6 separate regions of the Sus scrofa genome follow, and regions 1, 3, 4, 5 and 6 are each linked to region 2. A link is a contact called in public Hi-C and HiChIP or PLAC-seq data. All regions are on one chromosome and are shown on one strand. Each heading gives the region's core, a stretch centred on a gene start, on an enhancer-like site or on the middle of the called end of the contact. The rest is flanking DNA. Distances are from core to core; before and after follow the strand shown.

Region 1 (3,482 bases), core at 650-3,149, 210 kb before region 2:
TTTGGCTTTTCTCCAAAGATTGTCATTTTGACTATTTTTCCTTTCTCATTTTTTCTAACTTCCTCATTGTTGTCTCAAATTCCCAACTGGTACATGGGGAGGAGGGGTGGAAATAAGAACAAAATAAGAAAGTCGGAGTTCCCATCGTGGCGCAGTGGTTAACGAATCTGACTAGGAACCATGAGGTTGCGGGTTTGATCCCTGGCCTTGCTCAGTGGGTTAAGGATCCGGCGTTATTGTGAGCTGTGATGTAGGTCGCAGACGAGACTCGGATCCCGAGTTGCTGTGGCTCTGGTGTAGGCCGGCGGCTACAGCTCTGATTGGACCCCTAGCCTGAGAACCTCCATATGCCACTCCCTTGAGTGCGGCCCTATAAATTAAAAAAAAAAAAAAAAGGCTTTGCCTCCCATTTTTTAATTTTTTTTTTTTTTTTTTTTTGGTCTTTTTAGGGCTGTGCCTATGGCATATGGAGGTTCCCAGGCTAGGGGTCCAATCGGAGCTACAGCTGCCAGCCTACACCACGGCCACAGCAACTCAGGATCCAAGCCTCCTCTGTGACCTATACCACAGCTCAGGGCAATGCCGGATCTCTAACCCGCTGCACAAGGCCACAGATTGAACCTGCATCCTCATGGATTCTAGTCAGATTTGTTTCTTCTGGGCCACAATGGGGACTGTCTCCTATTTCTAAAATGTGGTTTTGGTTGCAGTGTGTTGAGGACTAATCTGTAATAGTCATTATCAAACTTGACAGTGGTGGTGGACAGCCTCTAAGACAGCCCCCAAAGATTCCTGCCTCTCAATATGGATAATTTCTCTTAGTCTGGATTTGGATTTGTCTTAAAAAGTCTCAGTCTCTCTTTCTCTCTCTCCCTCTCTCTCTCTCTCTCTCTCTCTCTCTCTCTCTCTCTCTCTCTCACACACACACACACACACACACACACACACCCTAGCTTGGGGGAAAATCCAGCAGAGCCATGTGATGGGGAACCAATGTTTTCAGCTAAAAGTCAAAAAAGACCTGATTGACAGCAGCTTCTCCAGCACAGGCACAGTCTGGAAGTGTTTGCAGCCTGAACCAACACCTTGATTACAGCATCATGAGAACCCCTTAGCCAGAATCCCAAAGCTAAGTCAATCCCACCTTCCTGATGTATAGGAACTTTGGGATAATCAGTGTTGGTTGTTTTTAGCTTCTGTGTTTTAGGGATATTTGTTAGGAAGCAATAGATAACATACACATATGCATCAGAAGCACCTAGATTCTTGGTAAAATGTGTATTTCTGGGTCTTACCACATTCAGTGGATGTGGCCTGAAGTCTTTGCCTTTTCGCCAGGAATCCCAGGAGAATCAGAAGTGAAAACTTTCTGTATGAGCACACACAGCAAAAATAAACACTCCCTGGAAAGGCCTGGGGGGAGAGAAGACTAAGGGGAGTATGGTTGCCAGATAACTTACAGGACACCCAGTTCTATTTGAATTTCAGATAAATAACAAAAAAATGTTTTAGTATAAGCATGCCCCTTGCAGTGTTGGGGACATATTTATACCAAAACATATTTGTTATCTGAAATTCAAATTTAACTGCGTGGTCTGTATTTCTATTTGTTAAAAACTATCTAGAAGGAAAGCCCCACCCAAGTGATGGCCCAGACGGAAATAAAGTGGTGCCTTCTTTTCACAGATGGCAGGATTTTAATCCCTGAGGGATGAGGGGTTTAAAGGTGCTTGGCTGGGCCCTGCCCCTCTTCCACCTGGAAGGCAGACTGCAGACTTAGGGCCCTTAAAATGTTTCTTTGGAGGGTTGGGGTTGGGGGAGGAGTGGTGTGGAGTAGGAGGATGGAGAACTGCTCTGGAAGCCCTCCTCCACGGCCCCGCCCACTCCGAGATGCTGGTGGATCCAAGGAGAGAACAGGATGCAGGGTTGGGTCCAGCCCCTGGTGGCCCAGTGCACCCAGCTCCCTGGAGAAGTTGGTCATGTCTGTGTAGATGTCCCTGCCTGATGGGTTCTACACATGGTGCTGGGAACAAGCTTCTCTGGGTGCAGATGGCATCAGGTTCTTCCAGAGCAGTGAATGAATGCCAGTCTTCCCCCACACCCCTCCAGGAACTCAGATGAATGCAGCTGCTCATAATAAATGTGTGCCTTTCTCATTCTGAGTATGTCTGAGTCTCTGACGAGTTGTATTTATTGTAGCTCTCAGCCTTGTAAAGAGGAGGATGGTTTCAAAGACATTCCCTAATGACTGAGGTTTTAAGAACTCTGGCTTTCACTTCTGTATATGCTTTATTGTCACAGGGAACCGTCTTAATTTTGATGTGTTTATTTTCAACTATGAAACATCTTCAAAGAGATGGGGAATGAATGAGAATATGTGTGGGAGAGAAACGGGGAGAGAGAGAGAGCTTGGCTGGGTAGACTGAAACGTTTAAGGCAGGGATGGAAGAGAATGGCGCAGAAAATGTGCAGCTGCAGTAGAATCAGAGCCTTAAATAAGTGCTTTGAAACCAGACACCAAAAGTGAGGTCACGTCATTCCGAGCTCTGGTTCAGCCTTGCCCAGCGGCCTGACGCAAGCTGAAAAGCCACAGGAGGGGAACTCAGCTGAATCTCTCTCCTGAGTGAAACTGTGGAGGGGACTGAGTTTTTTTTTTTTTTTTTTTTTTTTAGAGGAAGGGAGGAGGTTTAAATCAAATGTACAGAATGTGTTCCCTGGAGGCTCTCAAGGTCTCTAAGCACCTTCACAAGCTGCTTCATAAAACCAGCATGGCCAACACAAAACAAATTTGCAAAGTAGAAGGCCAAGGATGATGTTGCCATTTCATACTTTGTATATCAGGGAGAACCCCACAGGAATTGCTCAGTTCCAGGACCACCACCCCAAATGCGGCTGACTTTGGGGGAAAATGCAATTGACTCTAGACTACAGATGGTTTAAAGCTGGAAGGGGCCTTACCCATCCAGTCCAGGTTCCTCTTTTACAGAGAAGAATCTAGGCTCCCACTTTGGCCTTCCGTTTGGTTCTCTCTGGGTATTTGAAAAATTAATAGCTACCTCAAAGATTTATTGTGAGCATTCATGTAACGATGTATATAAAGCACTTGGTACTTAGTAACTGGGATCTGTTATTATTATTTCACCAGGTCTTTGTATTTAGGCATGTGGCAGTGTTAAGGTCAGAGGGGAGTATTTCAGCATAGGTTAAACAAAACAAAACAAAAAAGAGCCCAGCTTCCTGAGACAGGGTTCATATCTTTGTAGTCTTTTAGCTTGGAAAGAACCACTGCACCATTTAATTCAATTCCTTTGTTTTAGAGCTGATGAAACTCAGGTATAGACAGGTAAGGGCTTGCTCAGGATCCTCCAACTACCTCCTTTTCTGGAACCCCATATCCTGCCAGCAAGGCAGGGAAACTGCCATGTCCTAGAAACTCGACTGAGAGGGTATCTCTTTTCTGCAGGAGCAGATGGGAATTTCTG
Region 2 (3,103 bases), core at 421-2,920:
CTGGTTCAGAAATTTTTCAAAGTAGAGAGAAACTATTTCAAAATCCAGAAATGATGGAATTCAGTAGTAAATTATGCAGTTGCTTTGTAATTTTTATACTTATCTTCATCTACTTTTCGTTCTTATGTATATTCTTGCATTTTTCCTTCTGATGCCCATTTTCCTTGACAGACAAACCAGAAGCAATGTATGAGTTAGTCCAGGGGCTGACCCATATATAACTTAAATTAGTATCCTGCTCCTATCCTGGGAGTTTTGCTATGAAGTCTTTCAGTTTTTGTATATAGAGAAGTATCTGAGAGAGTTCCCTGATGGTGCAGTGGGTTAAGGATCTGGCATTTGTCACTGTGGTGTGGGTTCCATCCCTGGCCCCCTGGAACTTCTGCATCTAAGTTTTGTCCCTTTCAATGTGGAGTTTACACATGTATTGCATTTTATGCAAAATATTTAGGCATTCTTTGGGGAATGCCTTTACTGTCAATATAAGAACTTTAGTATTGTTTATGTACAGTTAGACCTGTCGCTTTTACGGTTTTGGCTACAGTCTATCCTAAACCCTCCAAATAGCTTATTTCATATCTTGAGCTATTCTGCATGATTTACTGTGCCATTTGATGCAGTAGTGCTGCGCTATATGTGTTACAGCAGCCTCTTGGAGTCTGCAATTCCTGGTTTCTTTTGAAATGCTGAACGCGCCCTTTTAACTTAAGAGTCGCCGTCTACTGGTGAGAATTTTGCTGCTCACGACACTCAGTCTGTAGGCTCTAGAATCCTCCTAGGTCCAGATTTCTTGCCGGGCGCGGTGGCGCGCGCCTGTAATCCCAGCTACTCGGGAGGCTGAGGCTGGAGGATCGCTTGAGCCCAGGAGTTCTGGGCTGCAGTGCGCTATGCCGATCGGGTGTCCGCACTAAGTTCGGCATCAATATGGTGACCTCCCGGGAGTGGGGGACCACCAGGTTGCCTAAGGAGGGGTGAACCGGCCCAGGTCGGAAACGGAGCAGGTCAAAACTCCCGTGCTGATCAGTAGTGGGATCGCGCCTGTGAATAGCCACTGTACTCCAGCCTGGGCAACATAGCGAGACCCTGTCTCTTTTGAGTTCTTATCTTAAAATTGCTTTCTTCCCAAGTATTTATTACAGTGCAAAAACAAAAAACCATTCTTGCACGACCCTTGAAACCCCTTTGGCGGGGCAACCTTGTCTTATTTTTATTTTTATCTTATTTCACCATTATCTAGCGAAATATTTGAATATTTTGATTGCCGATCATTTATGGAACCCCTATTGTATACCAGGTACTACGCTGAGACCCCCTGCTGAGTCCCAAAAGGGGATTCCCAACAGTTAGATTGGATGAGAATCCCACAATAATGGCAAAATGGTCTTTGGAGAGCAAGACTCATCAAAAAAGGAACTCCTTATTGAGAGTTGGTTTGCTTTGATCATTGAGGGCGCCTGTAGGGCAAATGAAATAATCCACTTCGGTTAAATTTCAAAACAGTAAGCTGCAGGAAAAGGGGTCCTCCTGGCTTTGATACACAGAGCCTCACTACCCGCCTGGGGAAATGCTTCCAGTACTCCTCTCATAAATTGTTACGACCAGCAGGGGTCACTATGGAGGCTGGTTTGAGTCCCGAAACACAAGGGGGCAAAGTCACTAAACTAGTCCGTAAGCTTTTCAGGAAAGAATGCAGTTTCAAGAGAACAGTTTGGATCTATTTCGAGTGGTTTTGGTGCGAAAACCAGCAACGAAAAACAAATTGATGACGGCCTGACACTCAAACACTTCACTAAAGCGATGCAAACACGTTCGCTTCAAGGAATATTGGCCCTTCTGCGCGGCCGTAGATCCGCCAAGTGCGCCTGCGCATAAGAGTAGCGGCGTCGAGTCAGGCCGGCAGTGGAGGAAGCTGCAGAATCTTCTCTCGTACCTCGCCATGAAGACTCGCTTTAGCACTATTGACCTCTGCGCGGTACTAGCCGAGCTGAATGCCAGGTACTGTACGATAGGTGACCAGGCTCGTGCGGGGAGTGCAGGAGGCAGAGTCGCAGCCCCACGGTGGAGACAAGACTGGCCTGGTGTTTCCCCTCGGTCCCCCCAGTGCAGCCCTTTATGGACCTGGTTAGGCCTGAGTGGGCGAGCGCGTGACATCTTTCCCGGGCCCTCAGGATACCCGGGCGGGGGGGACCCGGGGGACCCCAGCAGCTGAGTGCCTCATGTGCTGCTAGTCTTGCCAGGTCTTAAGTCAGCTTCTGGCGGGTTCACGTCTTACTGTCCTGAGTCGCCTGGGTCTGGCAGCTACGTTTAGTGAAAACCGACACGCCAGTTGGACGCCAGGACGCCAGAGTAGTCATTTGCTCCAGAGGTTTCCAGACCCGACCCTTAGTTTGTTAGACTCTCTTCCTCATCCCAAAGACAGACCAGTATCGCCGTTTTAGCTGGAGGTAGCAGATTCGCGTGAGATTTGGCGTCTAGTCTGGTCTCTATTATTCACCTGTCATATTTGAGCTTTGTCATATTTCCCAGGGTCTTGTTTGCGTTTTTTCTTTTAAAATAAATTAAGTGGAATCGATTTACTATATTTCCTTAGAAAATGTTGGATCATTTTAAAGACTCAATGCGTTGTATGGTATTCCTAGAGCTGATAAGCCATTTTTGTTCTAAAGTAGTTAAATTCAAGTTTTGAGCTGAGTGCCTGATGGCGTTCAGATTGTGCTCCCTGTTTGAGTCCCTGTCTTTAGAGTCGAAGATCTCCTTTTTCGAAGACTCTACTTCCGCCTACAGATTTAAATTGTGTGAGGTTTTATGTTTCAAGTGGTACTATGATTTGTTATATGTTTCCTTTCTTTTTGCAGCTTGCTAGGAATGAGAGTAAACAATGTTTACGATGTGGATAATAAGACATATCTTATTCGTCTTCAAAAGTAAGAGCATTTTGTAGGCTTATTAGATGTTTTGTAATTAAATATGAGATTTTTTTTTTAAACATGAGTTAGCGCTGGCAAATGCCCTAAAGAAAATTTTGACTTTTTCCTTCTACAGACCAGACTTTAAAGCTACACTTTTACTTGAATCTGGCATACGAATTCACACGACAGAATTT
Region 3 (3,176 bases), core at 602-3,101, 210 kb after region 2:
TGAGTTCACTTCTTTAGGCTCAAAGGATTATATATTAAAGAGTATTGAAAATATTTATGAGATTGATCTCAGAATCATTGTAATATTTTAAAAATTACAGAGACCACCAAGCAGGAAAGATCCGAGAAGGCAAATGTGAGATTAGCTTTTGAAAGACACATGGGTTTTGGAAACTACCCATCAATGAAAGATTCCAGGTAAACTGTAGAAGCTTGACAATTAGACCCTCTACAGCTGGGCTTTAAGTTAAAATCCCCTTTCAATCTTATCACTAAGCCTTTTGGACTCCTCTCTAGTTAACTCAAAGTTGTTCACCCTCCCCAAGCTTTTTCCAACTCCATTCTTGACCTCAAATTCTTCCTCTCACTATTTCTTCCCTCCATCATGTGTAAACCCCACTCTTCACATATAGTGTATTTCAAAGACCCCTCAAGTGAAGCTCGTGCTGGAATTAATCTCTTTCTTTCTCCTCTTGTAGTCTATTAGTACATCTGTCATTTAATATAAAATGTCCTAAGAAACAAAAAAACAAAACGAAAAATCCAGAACGAATTGCTTATTTAGTTGTATACGTGTCACTGAGTGGCAGAAGTTGAATCTGGAAGAAAGGGCTCTTAAAAAAAAAGAGAGAGAGAGAGAGAGACAAAATGAAAGGAAGGGTTCAGGTAATAATACTATTTTCCTCACTACATTTGTTTTGAGAGCAGGATCAAGCCATATCTGGTTTTTCAGTCTCTGACTTGATTCCTTCATTATGTAAAAAAGTTCCCAATTTGGATGGGGAATTTCATAATCCTGAAATAACGTACCTTTAAGAGGTGTAGTGTTTCAGTTCTAATGTAAGAATTCATGCATAAAAGTTTCCTATATTTTGCACCCTGTGGTACATTTTATATTTCTAGTTAAAGCTCTTATTTTAGATTCATACTTAATTTTTCGTTTATTTACAGACATTATAAATGACCACGTGGATTTTAGAGACTTTTTCGGCAGATTATTAGAAGGCGTGTGATTCTTGCTAGTTATTTTGTTACCAGATCATTTGGTCAAAGCAACATACATTGGATATTTACTTGTTTCTTAACTTTAAACTTAACTAACTACACTGAAATATTAAACATCCTAAGTCTCATGTCATTTTTCTGGAATGGTGTGTGTCAATTAAAAATAAGTTTGAAAACGTATTCTGTTTAAAAACAGGAACTCCTACCGTTGACTCCTAGTTATTACAGTTGATTTTAAGTTTTTTTGCTATTTTATCCCAGTAGGGGTCAGTGTAGAGTTGAGGCAAACGTCCTTTTTCCTTTACGAGTTTAAGACTTTAATTTAAAAAAATGTGAAGGATTCTGAAGAGGAAAATAGCAGAATACTGAGATCAATTATTTGAGGGTTCAAAAGAAAAATTTATTCCAAAAGAGACGGGGTCTCGCTATGTTGCCCAGGCTGGAGTACAGTGGCTATTCACAGGCGCGATCCCACTACTGATCAGCACGGGAGTTTTGACCTGCTCCGTTTCCGACCTGGGCCGGTTCACCCCTCCTTAGGCAACCTGGTGGTCCCCCGCTCCCGGAGGGTCACCATATTGATGCCGAACTTAGTGCGGACACCCGATCGGCATAGCGCACTGCAGCCCAGAACTCCTGGGCTCAAGCGATCCTCCAGCCTCAGCCTCCCGAGTAGCTGGGACTACAGGCGCGCGCCACCGCGCCCGGCGGTGGCAGAAGGCGCAAGACAAAACTAGAGGCTGCGGTGTGGTGACGTCATCAGCAGGGCCCGCCCAGACTATTTCCATGCTTCCTCTTCACTCCCACCCCCGAGGAACAGCGTGGCCACACTGCGCACGCGTCACTGGTCCGCACTGCCTTCTGGGTAAACTGTGTCCAAAATTTTGAAGAGCGCATGCGTGCGCTAAGTCTGTCCTTTTGCCTCGTTGCAGCCGAGAGAGCAAGATGGGTCACCAGCAGCTCTACTGGAGCCATCCAAGAAAATTCGGTCAGGGTTCTCGCTCTTGGTGAGAAACAGAATGTCGCTTCAGGGAAGGGTTCCTCTGGGGCGCGACGCTGCTTGAAATAGAATGGCGGAGCCCCGCAGGTTTGCGCGTGGGGGGAGACGGAATCGGAGCTTGATTGCCGCCATTACAGGCCTCTCATGGGTCTTTGGTGACCAGCAGTGTGGGTGGTGGCTCTCTGAGTGCCGAATTGTTTACTTTCTGCGACTTGCGTTAATTTTTTCTATTTGCAGCCGAGTCTGCTCAAACCGGCACGGTCTGATCCGGAAATACGGCCTCAATATGTGCCGCCAGTGCTTCCGCCAGTACGCGAAGGATATTGGCTTCATCAAGGTATGCGTCCGCGGGCCGCATGCTCCTATTTCTGGGAGAGGCCAACAAGGGGTAGTTCCTTGGTGTGGGCTTTCGGCCAATGACGTTTTCTGCGTTTAGTTAGCAGCGCTGTTCTTGGTAGAGGATGACACTGTTCAGGGTTTGTGGCAGCCATGTGAATAGAATGGCGGGGATGCAGTGAAGGCCTTAAAAGAAGTCTTTGTAATCCCATTTTACCATTTTCGCCAGTTCGAGGTGCCGTGTAAAGTGTGTATAAAACTATTTACTTTTATGAAACCATGCTAAAATTCAACATTAGATCTCTAATCCTATCTAGCTATTTTTAAGCAAAGTACATGAGTTGACCACTGTCTTGAAATGTTGAGTTACGAGTTAGCGTCATGTAGGGGAATGAGCTTGAGGTTTGGGGCCATGTATGTTTTTTGAGGATTCAGGCAGGTAGTCATAATGACTTGGGTCACGTGTCTTGAAGCAAAGGTTTTACCTGTGGAAGCTAAATGGCAGTATTGTTGCAAAAATTAATGTATATATGAAGCTCAGAGGTGAAAACATTTCTTATTGGGTCTTTGAGCTGCATCTCTGGCCTTTTGATTCATAGTTAGGCCTCAGTAATTAAGTAGAACCTGCTTCTCTATATGTGCTTGGGAGTTGCCTGGTGGCTCAGTTGCTTAAAGATATCTGGTGGTGTCACTGCTGTGACATAAGTTTGATCCCTGGTTAGAAACTTCACATGCCGAGAGTGCAGCCAAAAAAGTGTTCTTATTTTGGTGAATTACTGTGGGTAATAATTGTTCATGTGACACTTATGTGACAGAGGCAAAATATCTTGAGCTTA
Region 4 (3,311 bases), core at 662-3,161, 240 kb before region 2:
TTTTCAGGAGAACAGAAGTATAATTTAATATTTTTGTTTTTGAGGGAAATATGAAATCCGATGATGACCCCCCTGCTATTCCGCCAAGACAACCTCCTCCTCCAAAGGTAAAACCCAGAGTTCCTGCTCCTACTGGTGTGTTTGACGGACCTCTGCCTAGTCCACCTCTACCACCGCCAAGAGATCCTCTTCCTGATACCCCTCCACCGGTTCCCCTTCGGCCTCCAGAACACTTTATAAACTGTCCATTCACTCTCCAGCCACCTCCACTGGGACATCTTCACAGAGATCCAGACTGGTTCAGAGATGTTAGTATGTGTCCAAATTCTCCAAACACTCCTCCAAGCACACCATCTCCAAGAGTACCACGTCGATGCTATGTGCTCAGTTCTAGTCAAAATAATCTCGCTCATCCTCAAGCCCCCCCCATTCCACCAAGGCAGAATTCAAGCCCTCACCTACCAAAACTGCCACCAAAGACTTATAAACGGGAGCTTTCGCACCCCCCATTGTATAGACTGCCTTTGCTAGAAAATGCAGAAACTCCTCAATGACCTTAGCCATATGTAGTCATTGACACTGGAATGGTATTTGTAAAGTTTTTTTTTAATTTATTCAAAAATGCATAGTATTTTAGTACTTTTTAAAAATAATGCTCTTACAAAAATGCTACTGATCAAATAAGCTTTTAAAAATTGGAAAAATGAAAATACAGAAGTCCTTTACCATTATCCTCAGGTGATCAGTAGCATTGCCTTGTCTTAGATCCTCAGTGCTGCCAAAAGGCCAGTATAAAGAAATTATATTTGCACTGTAGACTCTGCTAAAATATGGTTTAAAGTGATAATTGATTGCACTGAAAGGGGATAGTGCATTTGTGGAATTTTTCAAATTTGAGTAATAGATGACTTTTTAAGGCAGTGAATTTACACACGTATGGGGGGGGTGAGTGATACTGATTTTTTAAGCCTCTTTGACCATCTTCTAGTTTTTACATCTAGTTTTTACATTTAGGAAAATTGTGAATAACACCCACTGTTCTTAAACTCTTTAATGCCATGTCTTAAATGCCAGAATTTGCTGCTGAAGACAAAAATGAAAAAGAGAATGAAAATAATAGAATGCACTGTGTTTATTATTTTGTCAAAATGTAAACAGACTACCTAACCCAATCATAGAGGGAAAAAGGGCATATATCTTATACAGATGTGCCTTTTTGTTTTTGCAGACTATGATGTCTTTAGCTAACGAGTTGCCTATTGTTTTGGGATGTAAAGTTAATATGCCATATATGTACAGTTTTGTTTATATTGTATATTTAAAGACAGTGCTAATAATGTATATAAGTTTATGTGACTTAAGGCCTATAATACAATCTGCTACTTTACTAATTCATGAATTCAGAGGACAAGTTTCTTATGGCCTAGGAACCAACTGCATTGCCTTGAAAACCTAATAACTTTCCCTGTAAATCCTGTGTTAATAAAATTTTTTAAAATATTTTTTTAGATTGGTAATATTTAAACCAGCATATACTTAAAGCTTTATTAAACTTTTTAATCAGAAAAGTGAGTAAAACTTTTATTTGCCATTTGATTTGGACTCCTTCCCTCAAAGTGATGAAAAAGTGTGTTTTGCTCTCAGTGCCACAGCAGCAGTTGTAAAGTAGTCAGAAGCCACGTTGTTTATTTACTGGTCAGTGGCCTTTTACTGTGCTTTGTATCAGAGTTTCTAACAAGATTAATAAATCACCCAAGTCTTAATTTTTTAAAGACTTTTAAAATATGTGTTTTCATTATATGGAACAAGGGGGTAAGATTGTTGAGTTCTGTAGAAATAAATTATTTTCCCTATTTTGTGCAATTAAAATTCCATAATCCTAAAGAATTCAAGTGATGTAAACTTTGGAGGGATAACTTTACCTTCACTGTTACTGCATTCAGATGAAAAATTAGCATGTTAGAAAATCTTATCCTCCTAAATTTAAAATTAGTAGGATGATAGCTATCCTCGGTAGAATCTTGGAAGCTGCCTGGATTTAAGGCCGGCAAATGCTGTGTGAATCAGTCTCCAACCAGGTAAAAATACTCAGGTTGGCTTTTTTTTTTTTAAGAGCAGATTATAATACTAGCTTTGTCCGGAAAATTGATCTAAACTGTCAGTTCTTGAAGCCAGACTTGAAATTTTGGGAAGAACGTGTCAGTTCCGCTCCTAGGGGAAGCCCTGGCCACGGGGTAGGCACTTTGGTGGAGCCTTGCCTTCCGGGCTCTCTGCCTTCGCGCATGCGCTCTGGCGCCAACACCTCCGCCAGGAGAAGCGGGGCCCCAAGCCAGTCGAGGAGCGGGGCTGTGCGCATGGTTGTGATGTCACTGTGTGCGCCACATCTTGTTGCCAGGCAGCGATGGCGGCTACTCTGGAGTCATCCGAGGAGGACACGCTGCTGAACTTTGTGCGAGTTTTGGAGAAGCGAGATGGCACGGTGTTACGACTGCAGCAGTATGGCTCCGGCGGCGTGGGTTGCGTTGTTTGGGACGCTGCCATTGTCCTTTCTAAATACCTGGAAACGCCCGGGTTTTCCGGCGATGGGGCCCACACTCTGAGCCAGCGGTCGGTGCTGGAGCTGGGCTCTGGCACCGGGGCGGTGGGGCTCATGGCTGCTACCCTCGGGTAAGAGCTGGCGGGAAGGGACGGCGCTTTGTTGGAGAAACCGCCATTACCGGCTTCCCAACCTTGTGCCTCTACCTCAATCAATGTTATTTTATAGGGCAGATGTCATAGTCACCGATCTTGAGGAATTGCAGGACTTACTGAAGATGAATATTAATATGAACAAGCATCTTGTCACTGGTTCTATTCAAGCCAAGGTACTGAAATGGTTTGTATGGCCTTTAAGCTTTTTTTAGATAACGATTTGTAGTTTGCTTTAAATTGTGTTTCACTGTAAGTACGGTTAATTCGAAGGGAATTTTCTGGGTCTTGTTTATAAAACAAGAATATTTTAAGTTATTAAAGCAACAGTGAAAAATATTTGGTTGACATTTTTAAGGGGGGAAGAAATAGAAGACTTTCCTTCTCCACCAGACTACATACTGATGGCTGACTGCATATACTACGAAGAGGTGAGTAATGAGTGAAATTTCTTCGTTTAGAGGTTGCATACACCGTTTTCCATGGGTTCTAAAGCACACATGTCTAAGCATTTTTACATCTTTTAATGCAAATTTATTCTGTAATTGATGATACAGTAAAGAGAAAATAAAAGTCACCACGGACTACAACTTACACACTCATGATTTTAACATAGAGGCCCA
Region 5 (3,001 bases), core at 203-2,702, 190 kb after region 2:
TCTTTTATTCAATTGTATATCCTGTTTGGACAAATATCAAAAATAGAAGACTGTCACCTTTTGCGATTGCGTTTTTTTTTTTTTTTTTTTTTTTTTTTTTTTTTTTTTTTTTTACTGCAGTCTTCTATAACTCTTACAGAGTTCATGGTCCCTAATGTCTCCCCACCCTCCATTTTTCCTAGGTGGGGAAAGGGCTGCTGTCAATTTTTCACTGATAGTTAAAGTTTCTGGAAACATGTACTGTTTGTTACTATTTAAGAGTGACTCAATTTGGGCACTCTGTGTGGATGGTCTACAGGTTTTTTTGTGATGCATACCACAGTCTCCAGCATGAAAAATCCTAGGAACTTGAGGAACCAGCACTTTCCAAAATTTTGGAAGACAAGATACAGTCAAATATTGAAGTGTCCAGTCCCAGTTATAATCATCATAAGTACAGAAAGTGTCTGTGCACTCGATCAGCTTCTGATAGGCATCCCGGGTCAAGGCCAGACCCATATTGTGCTCCGTGGATTTCCACGTTTTCACATCTACCTTGTCAGCAACGTCACGGAAACTGCGAACGGTAGTATAGGTCCCCAGGGAGAGAACGTCACACTCAGGACACTCTTGCTGCTTTAAATTCCACATCTTTTTGAAGACATGGTAAAAGTCTGGGGCTACGTAGTGATCCTCCTCTAGGAAAAGTATGAGGCCAGCATAGTCTCGAAGGACTTTGACCCTCTCCCACACGAAATGCAGCTTCCACCACCAGTGGTGTTTGGTTTGGGAGAACTTGGCCTCTCTGTAATGGCCGAAGGAGTCGGGATATTCAGCATTAATGCATCCCATTTTCAAAGCTGCATTCTTCTCCAGGTCTCTAGGGCAATCTCTGGGGTCAGTACCCGGAAACTCGTTAGGGTACAACTGAATGCTGAAAGGAAAGAACACCTGCAGAACCGGACAGAAATCCACCCCAGCGATCAGCTGATTAATCTCAGTCGACCAGAAGTCATGGCTAAAGATGACGAGGACGTTGTCGATTCCCTGGGCTTTCCGAAGTGAGTCCAGGAGCAGTTTGAGGTATTCGGCCCGGTTGTGCACCTGGACCACCAGCACAAGCTCGCGGGGGACCCAGGAGCTGACCTTATCCACATTCCTCAACGTCTGGTCAAAGTTCAGTTGGTACACTAGGGACCGGTACCGCAGCGTCAGGTTGTCCACCTCGGGCTGCGGGGCTGCCGCGACCAGCGGAGCCGCCGAATCGTTGGAGCCCCGGCGGATGCCCACGGATATGGCAGGATGGTCCCCGGCCCGGGCGCCCGCACCCCGCACGGGCTCGGCGTCCAGCAGCGGCGGGGCGAGGGCCTCATTCTTCCTTTGTCGCCCATTGCTGCTCCAGAGGACGAAGCCGCAGGCGGCCACCACGAACGTCAAGATCAGCACCTTCCGCTTGTAGATGCGGAACCTCATGGTCTCCGGGGCCGGGAGCGCGGGCAGGCGCGTAAAGGAGCTAGCGGATCCCGCACGGAAAGGGCGGGCGGGCGGCGGCCGTGGCCTGCAGCGATCGGAATGGGCCTCCGCGGCTGCCCTCGCTAACTCATCCCTGGCCCCGGGGGTCCTGGGGCCCGAAGGCGCTCAGCTCCCCTGTGCCGCCCGGGCTCCACACATCCTCGCCTGGCAGCTGCAGCTCAGGCTGTCCCGCCGCTAGGAGCCGCGACTCAGCGTCGCCTCGGTCCTCTCCATCCGGCACGGGTCCGAGAAGCCCGCCGCGGCCCCACCGCACCCCGGCTCCGTTACCTGCGCTTCCAGCGGCCCTGCGTCCTCTGGGCTTTCATCCTTACGCAGGCACCGGACGTCCCGGACCGAGGGACGCAACCTCGTCCCACTCCCGCGGAGACTGTCCTGACAACCAGCAACTGGCTCGCGGAGCTCCGCGGCCCCCGGGCCCACACCCCTCCGGCCCGCCCCTCGGGCCGTCGGTTGGCGCTTCCCCGACGCGTCGGGAGACGACCGGGCGTCGCTGCCCGCCTCTTATTGGGCCGCGGCGCTGTCGCTCAGGCTCAGTTCCTGCTTCCGTCCCGATCCTCCTTTTCCGGTGAGGCTAGAGCAGAGCGAGACCCGGAACGTGGACATCGGTTTTACTGGTAAGCTACACGCGGAGTGGTAGCGGTCTCGACTGGAGCCCCCGAAGCTCAGGATCCCGGGGTGGCCGGGCGAACCCTGGTAGGAGAGGGAGGGCGAGGCCCGCCGCCTTGGGGGATTTCAAGAACGGGCTTCTCCCTTCCGGGAAGGGGCTCCCGCATGGCGGCTGCCGGGCCGGGAGGCACTTGTTAAGGACACGTCAGCCTTCGGGGCCGCTGAAGGGAGACCGTGTTTCGGAGGGAGAAGTCAAACCACGTTGCTGCGGTCCTCAGAGAAGGGCCGGGCTCGGCCTTGGCACCAGCTACACCGCACCCGGAGCCAGACTGGCTCTCGCGCTCACTCTCCCACTCTTCCGAAGGAGAGTAGATTATCACACGACCACGCTTTAGTTGTTGGGTAACCACGGTAAATTAAGGACCAAAGGAACCCACTTTGGAACTTAGAGTCAGTAGGGGGACCTGACTGTATAGGGCATCCTTATGCTGCTGCTCTGGCCCTTATTTTAGTGAGCCTCATTTTATCACTGCTCCGATGATTAGCCTTCTAAAGAGTTGTGCACATATATATATTTATTCGTGTGGAAAATGCGTATTTGGTGCATTTATACGTTAATGATTTCTGTAATGTTACTATTTCCATATTTACAAAACTTAAAATTTCAAAATGTTTAACGTCTGTTGCTGTATTTTAAATATTTTACCACAGTATTCATCGTGAAAACACCCCTGTTGCAAAGATGGTCAACGTACCTAAAACCCGAAGGACTTTCTGTAAGAAGTGTGGAAAACATCAGCCTCACAAAGTGACCCAGTATAAGAAGGGCAAGGATTCCCTCTATGCCCAGGGAAAGAGGCGCTATGATCGGAAACAGAGTGGC
Region 6 (3,007 bases), core at 270-2,769, 130 kb after region 2:
CTCTTTAAAATGGGGATATTACTTACCTTACAAAATATGGTAAAGATTATACAAGATTAGGGATATGAAATTTCCTAGCACATGCCACGTATAGTCGGCACTCAAATTTGAGTTCTAATTTTCCCATCCTGATACTAAATCAAATTAAAAATAAACACACAAACAAAACAACAAAAACCAACTTAGATCTGAGAATCATTTAACATATACAGTATGTGCTTTATTTCAGTAAGCGATTCAGACATGTTACATCTGTCACATAATAGTATCGAGTCTGAAAAACGTAGGTTATACCTCCAGTAGAACTCCAGACGGCTCGCTTTTTTTCAATCTGTAAACTACAGGTGTTGGCATATATTCCTGAACTGTTTTCCATCTTTAGAATCTTTGCTTCTATAATCCTTTGATTACAGAAACAAAAATACGCATATTCAAGCCTCCACTGTAATGAGAATTTTAAAGCATAATACTCTTAAGCATACTGTTTCTAACATGAGTCTGTTTTGAGACTTGAAAAAAAATTCGTCATTACCCACTGGTAAAAGAATGCCACTGTTTGCTTATAAATACTTAAATGCTTCAGTGATTTTGGTATTTCGGATCGCGCCGCGGGGAGTAAGGAAATATTTACAAAATAACAAAGCATGGCATCCTTGGGCTTTTGAGCCTGCGCATGCATTTGAAACTGACCCTCAATCGCGCAATAACTGACTAAGTGCTGGGCAAGCCGCGGTCGTGGGGCAACAGTGAGGACCTGGGGAACTGAGTGGGAGGAGCCCGGAAGCCGGGGGTTGAAGGCTTTCCTAGTGGGAAAAGGCGGCGCGGCGTCAAGCCCCGGCAAGGCGGGGAGAGCGGTCGACTGCGGAGGGGCGGGGCCCCGGGGGGTGCCGAGCGCGCCCCGCCGGGATCACGGACCGGCCCCCGCCTCGGGGCCGTGTGTAGGCGGCCGCTCGGGCCGAGAAGCCGGGCGGGCTCCCGGCGCGAGTCCGCCCCGTCCCGCCTCTTCCCCTTACCACGTAGCCCCCCCACACGTAGAGGAAGTTTCCGTCCACCACCGCGCAGTGGCCGCTGCGCTCCTCGGCCACACAGAACAGCTGTGAGTCCGCCATCCGCACCGTCGCTGGGGCCGGCCGGTCGGCGCGCCGCAGCCCCTTGCCCACGGAGCGGCCTCTCCTCCCGCCCGGCTCCTCCACGCACGAACGGAACGCGTCGAGGGTCGAGATTGGTGGGAAGGCGGCGGCAGTGCGGCTGCGCCGTCCCGAAGCCCGCCCGGGAAGCCGAGCCCTGGGCGGCGGTGCCAGTTAGGGATGCTTGAGGTCTGAGTAGGAAGGGAGGTTCCTGGGCTTCTCCGGATCCCGATTTCACTTGGGAGTATGTTGTGTGGGCAGTACCGCCTAACTCTGTATTTTATCCACTAGCCTAATGGATTTCTGGTCTATGGGCTTAATGCTCCTGTGACTTAAATCAATATATCAATATATTAATATATTAATGCTTTTTGAGGGTTTGCCTTTTCCATTCAGCCTCCATCTGAGATAGCCACAGAGGGAGGGAGAGAGAGAGAATGTGAGAGAATAAGAATTTTAAATATATACATATGTACTTTTTTTTTTAATTAGGTATTTTCTAGAGTTCTCTTCTAGTGCAGCGGGTTAAGGATCTGGCATTGTCACCTCAGCAACTTGGGTGGCTGCTGTGGTGCAGGTTTGATCCCTGGCCTGGGAAGTTCCACAGGCCAGGGGCTCAGCCCCCCCAAAACCCCTCAAAATAGCAAGCAGACACATTAGGAATTTCCTAAAACATATGCCAGCCAGCTATGGCCTGCAGGACAAATCTTTCCACTGCCTATTTCTGTAGCACCCACAAAGTAAAAATAGTTTCACGTTTTTTAATGGCTGAAAAAATTGAAAGAATATTACTCATGAAAATCATATACATCCAAATTTCGGCATCTCTGCATAAAGTTTTATTGGCACACAACCACCTTAATTTAAGTATTGTCTTTGGCAGCTCATGTAAGCCATGGAGTTGAATAGACAGAGCTGAGTAGCTGCAACAAAGACCAGAAAACTCCCATTGCAGGAAAATATTTACTTCCAGCCACTTCCAGAAAAAGCTGGCTTACCTTTGCTTTAAATTGTTACTTAAGTAAAACTAGAACCAAGAGGGAAGAAAATAATTATACCAGTGTCTATATATGTACTTGTTCAGAATTTCCCTTTGAAGAAAATTGGCTGCCCACCACCCAGAAGTTAATTTATTAATTTATTCAGTATATATTAAGTGCCTGCCAGCTGTAGATAGTTCATACTGAGGCTCTGTTAGAAACTCTCTGAAAAAATCTATTATTATTATTATTATTATTATTATTATTATTATTATTGTCTTTTTGTCTCTTTTAGGACCGCACCCTTGGCATATGGAGGTTCCCAGGATAGGGGTCCAATTGGAGCTATAGCTGCCGGCCTATGCCAGAGCCACAGCAACGCAGGATCCAAGCCACATCTTCCACCTACACCACAGCTTTTGGCAATGCTGGATCCTCAATCCACTAGGCGAGGCCAGGGATTGAACCCACATCCTCACAGATGCTAGTTGGGTTCATTAACTGCCAAGCCATGACAGGAACTCCAAGAATCAAGTATTAGTATTATTATTATTATTATTATTATTATTATACTTTTTAGGGCCACATATGTGGCATATGGAAGTTCCCAAGCCAGGGGTGGAATCAGAGCTGCAGGTGCTGGCCTACCCCATAGCCACAGCAACGCCAGATCTGAGCCGCATCTGGGACCTACACCACAGTTCACTGCATCTCCAGATCCTTGACCCACTAAATGAAGCCAGGGATGGAACCCACATCCTCATGGATGTAATCAGATTTGTTTCTGCTGCACCACAATGGGACCTCTAAGAATCAAGTATTATTGACACCCCAGAGCCTCAGAGTAGTAGATACTAAATGAATACTAAATATGTAGATAATAAATATCTGTTGACTAAA

Evidence for each region. Hi-C and Micro-C count contacts between places; a contact is called where the count stands out from the background. HiChIP or PLAC-seq counts read pairs in DNA pulled down with a chosen protein or histone mark.
Region 1: a contact with region 2 is called in an H3K27ac HiChIP or PLAC-seq map of alveolar macrophages. The contact joins the enhancer-like site here to the promoter of NEMF in region 2. A contact is called at or near these places in 2 of 5 promoter capture datasets (fetal skeletal muscle and liver), 20 of 47 Hi-C or Micro-C datasets (alveolar macrophages, blood, brain and 10 more) and 2 of 2 datasets of contacts at active chromatin or transcription factors (alveolar macrophages and skeletal muscle).
Region 3: a contact with region 2 is called in a Hi-C map of liver, with 2.7 times the contacts expected there. The contact joins the promoter of RPS29 here to the promoter of NEMF in region 2. A contact is called at or near these places in 1 of 5 promoter capture datasets (fetal liver), 5 of 47 Hi-C or Micro-C datasets (heart right ventricle, liver, mesenteric adipose tissue and 1 more) and 2 of 2 datasets of contacts at active chromatin or transcription factors (alveolar macrophages and skeletal muscle).
Region 4: a contact with region 2 is called in an H3K27ac HiChIP or PLAC-seq map of skeletal muscle. The contact joins the promoter of VCPKMT here to the promoter of NEMF in region 2. A contact is called at or near these places in 2 of 5 promoter capture datasets (fetal skeletal muscle and liver), 22 of 47 Hi-C or Micro-C datasets (alveolar macrophages, blood, brain and 11 more) and 2 of 2 datasets of contacts at active chromatin or transcription factors (alveolar macrophages and skeletal muscle).
Region 5: a contact with region 2 is called in an H3K27ac HiChIP or PLAC-seq map of alveolar macrophages. The contact joins the promoter of MGAT2 here to the promoter of NEMF in region 2. A contact is called at or near these places in 2 of 5 promoter capture datasets (fetal liver and fetal skeletal muscle), 9 of 47 Hi-C or Micro-C datasets (alveolar macrophages, brain, heart right ventricle and 4 more) and 2 of 2 datasets of contacts at active chromatin or transcription factors (alveolar macrophages and skeletal muscle).
Region 6: a contact with region 2 is called in a Hi-C map of liver, with 2.7 times the contacts expected there. The contact joins the promoter of KLHDC1 here to the promoter of NEMF in region 2. A contact is called at or near these places in 1 of 5 promoter capture datasets (fetal liver), 4 of 47 Hi-C or Micro-C datasets (heart right ventricle, liver, skeletal muscle and 1 more) and 1 of 2 datasets of contacts at active chromatin or transcription factors (alveolar macrophages).

What each region holds. Positions count from the first base shown.
Region 1 is chr1:179,883,193-179,886,674 of Sscrofa11.1, reverse strand. LOC110262125 (a long non-coding RNA gene) reads left to right here. Exons shown (of 3, transcript XR_002346707.1): 2 at 3,464-3,482. Among named protein-coding and RNA genes, the nearest start is that of VCPKMT, 23 kb to the left of the region's middle. Within about 2 kb of position 1,899, at least 55 of the 83 cell types and tissues checked have an H3K27ac peak or open chromatin away from gene starts, as enhancers often do. A contact at or near this core is called in alveolar macrophages, brain, fetal liver and 5 more, where this site is marked.
Region 2 is chr1:179,669,792-179,672,894 of Sscrofa11.1, reverse strand. NEMF (nuclear export mediator factor NEMF) reads left to right here and starts at 1,670. Exons shown (of 33, transcript XM_001924630.5): 1 at 1,670-1,995; 2 at 2,856-2,924; 3 at 3,043-3,103. The coding sequence starts at 1,937.
Region 3 is chr1:179,455,522-179,458,697 of Sscrofa11.1, reverse strand. RPS29 (40S ribosomal protein S29) reads left to right here and starts at 1,851. Exons shown (of 3, transcript XM_021101317.1): 1 at 1,851-2,011; 2 at 2,242-2,341. The coding sequence starts at 1,950. It also overlaps LOC102723301.
Region 4 is chr1:179,906,039-179,909,349 of Sscrofa11.1, reverse strand. VCPKMT (protein-lysine methyltransferase METTL21D) reads left to right here and starts at 1,911. Exons shown (of 6, transcript XM_021101519.1): 1 at 1,911-2,667; 2 at 2,765-2,875; 3 at 3,047-3,119. The coding sequence starts at 2,402. It overlaps SOS2 (son of sevenless homolog 2), which reads left to right. Exons shown (of 23, transcript XM_021101439.1): 23 at 45-1,772. The coding sequence ends at 554.
Region 5 is chr1:179,476,915-179,479,915 of Sscrofa11.1, reverse strand. It overlaps MGAT2 (mannosyl (alpha-1,6-)-glycoprotein beta-1,2-N-acetylglucosaminyltransferase), which reads right to left and starts at 1,452. Exons shown (of 1, transcript NM_001128482.1): 1 at 112-1,452. The coding sequence starts at 1,452. The coding sequence ends at 112. RPL36AL (ribosomal protein L36a like) reads left to right here and starts at 2,096. Exons shown (of 2, transcript NM_213917.1): 1 at 2,096-2,126; 2 at 2,830-3,001. The coding sequence starts at 2,861.
Region 6 is chr1:179,538,737-179,541,743 of Sscrofa11.1, reverse strand. KLHDC1 (kelch domain-containing protein 1) reads right to left here and starts at 1,519. Exons shown (of 12, transcript XM_021101387.1): 1 at 1,014-1,519. The coding sequence starts at 1,109.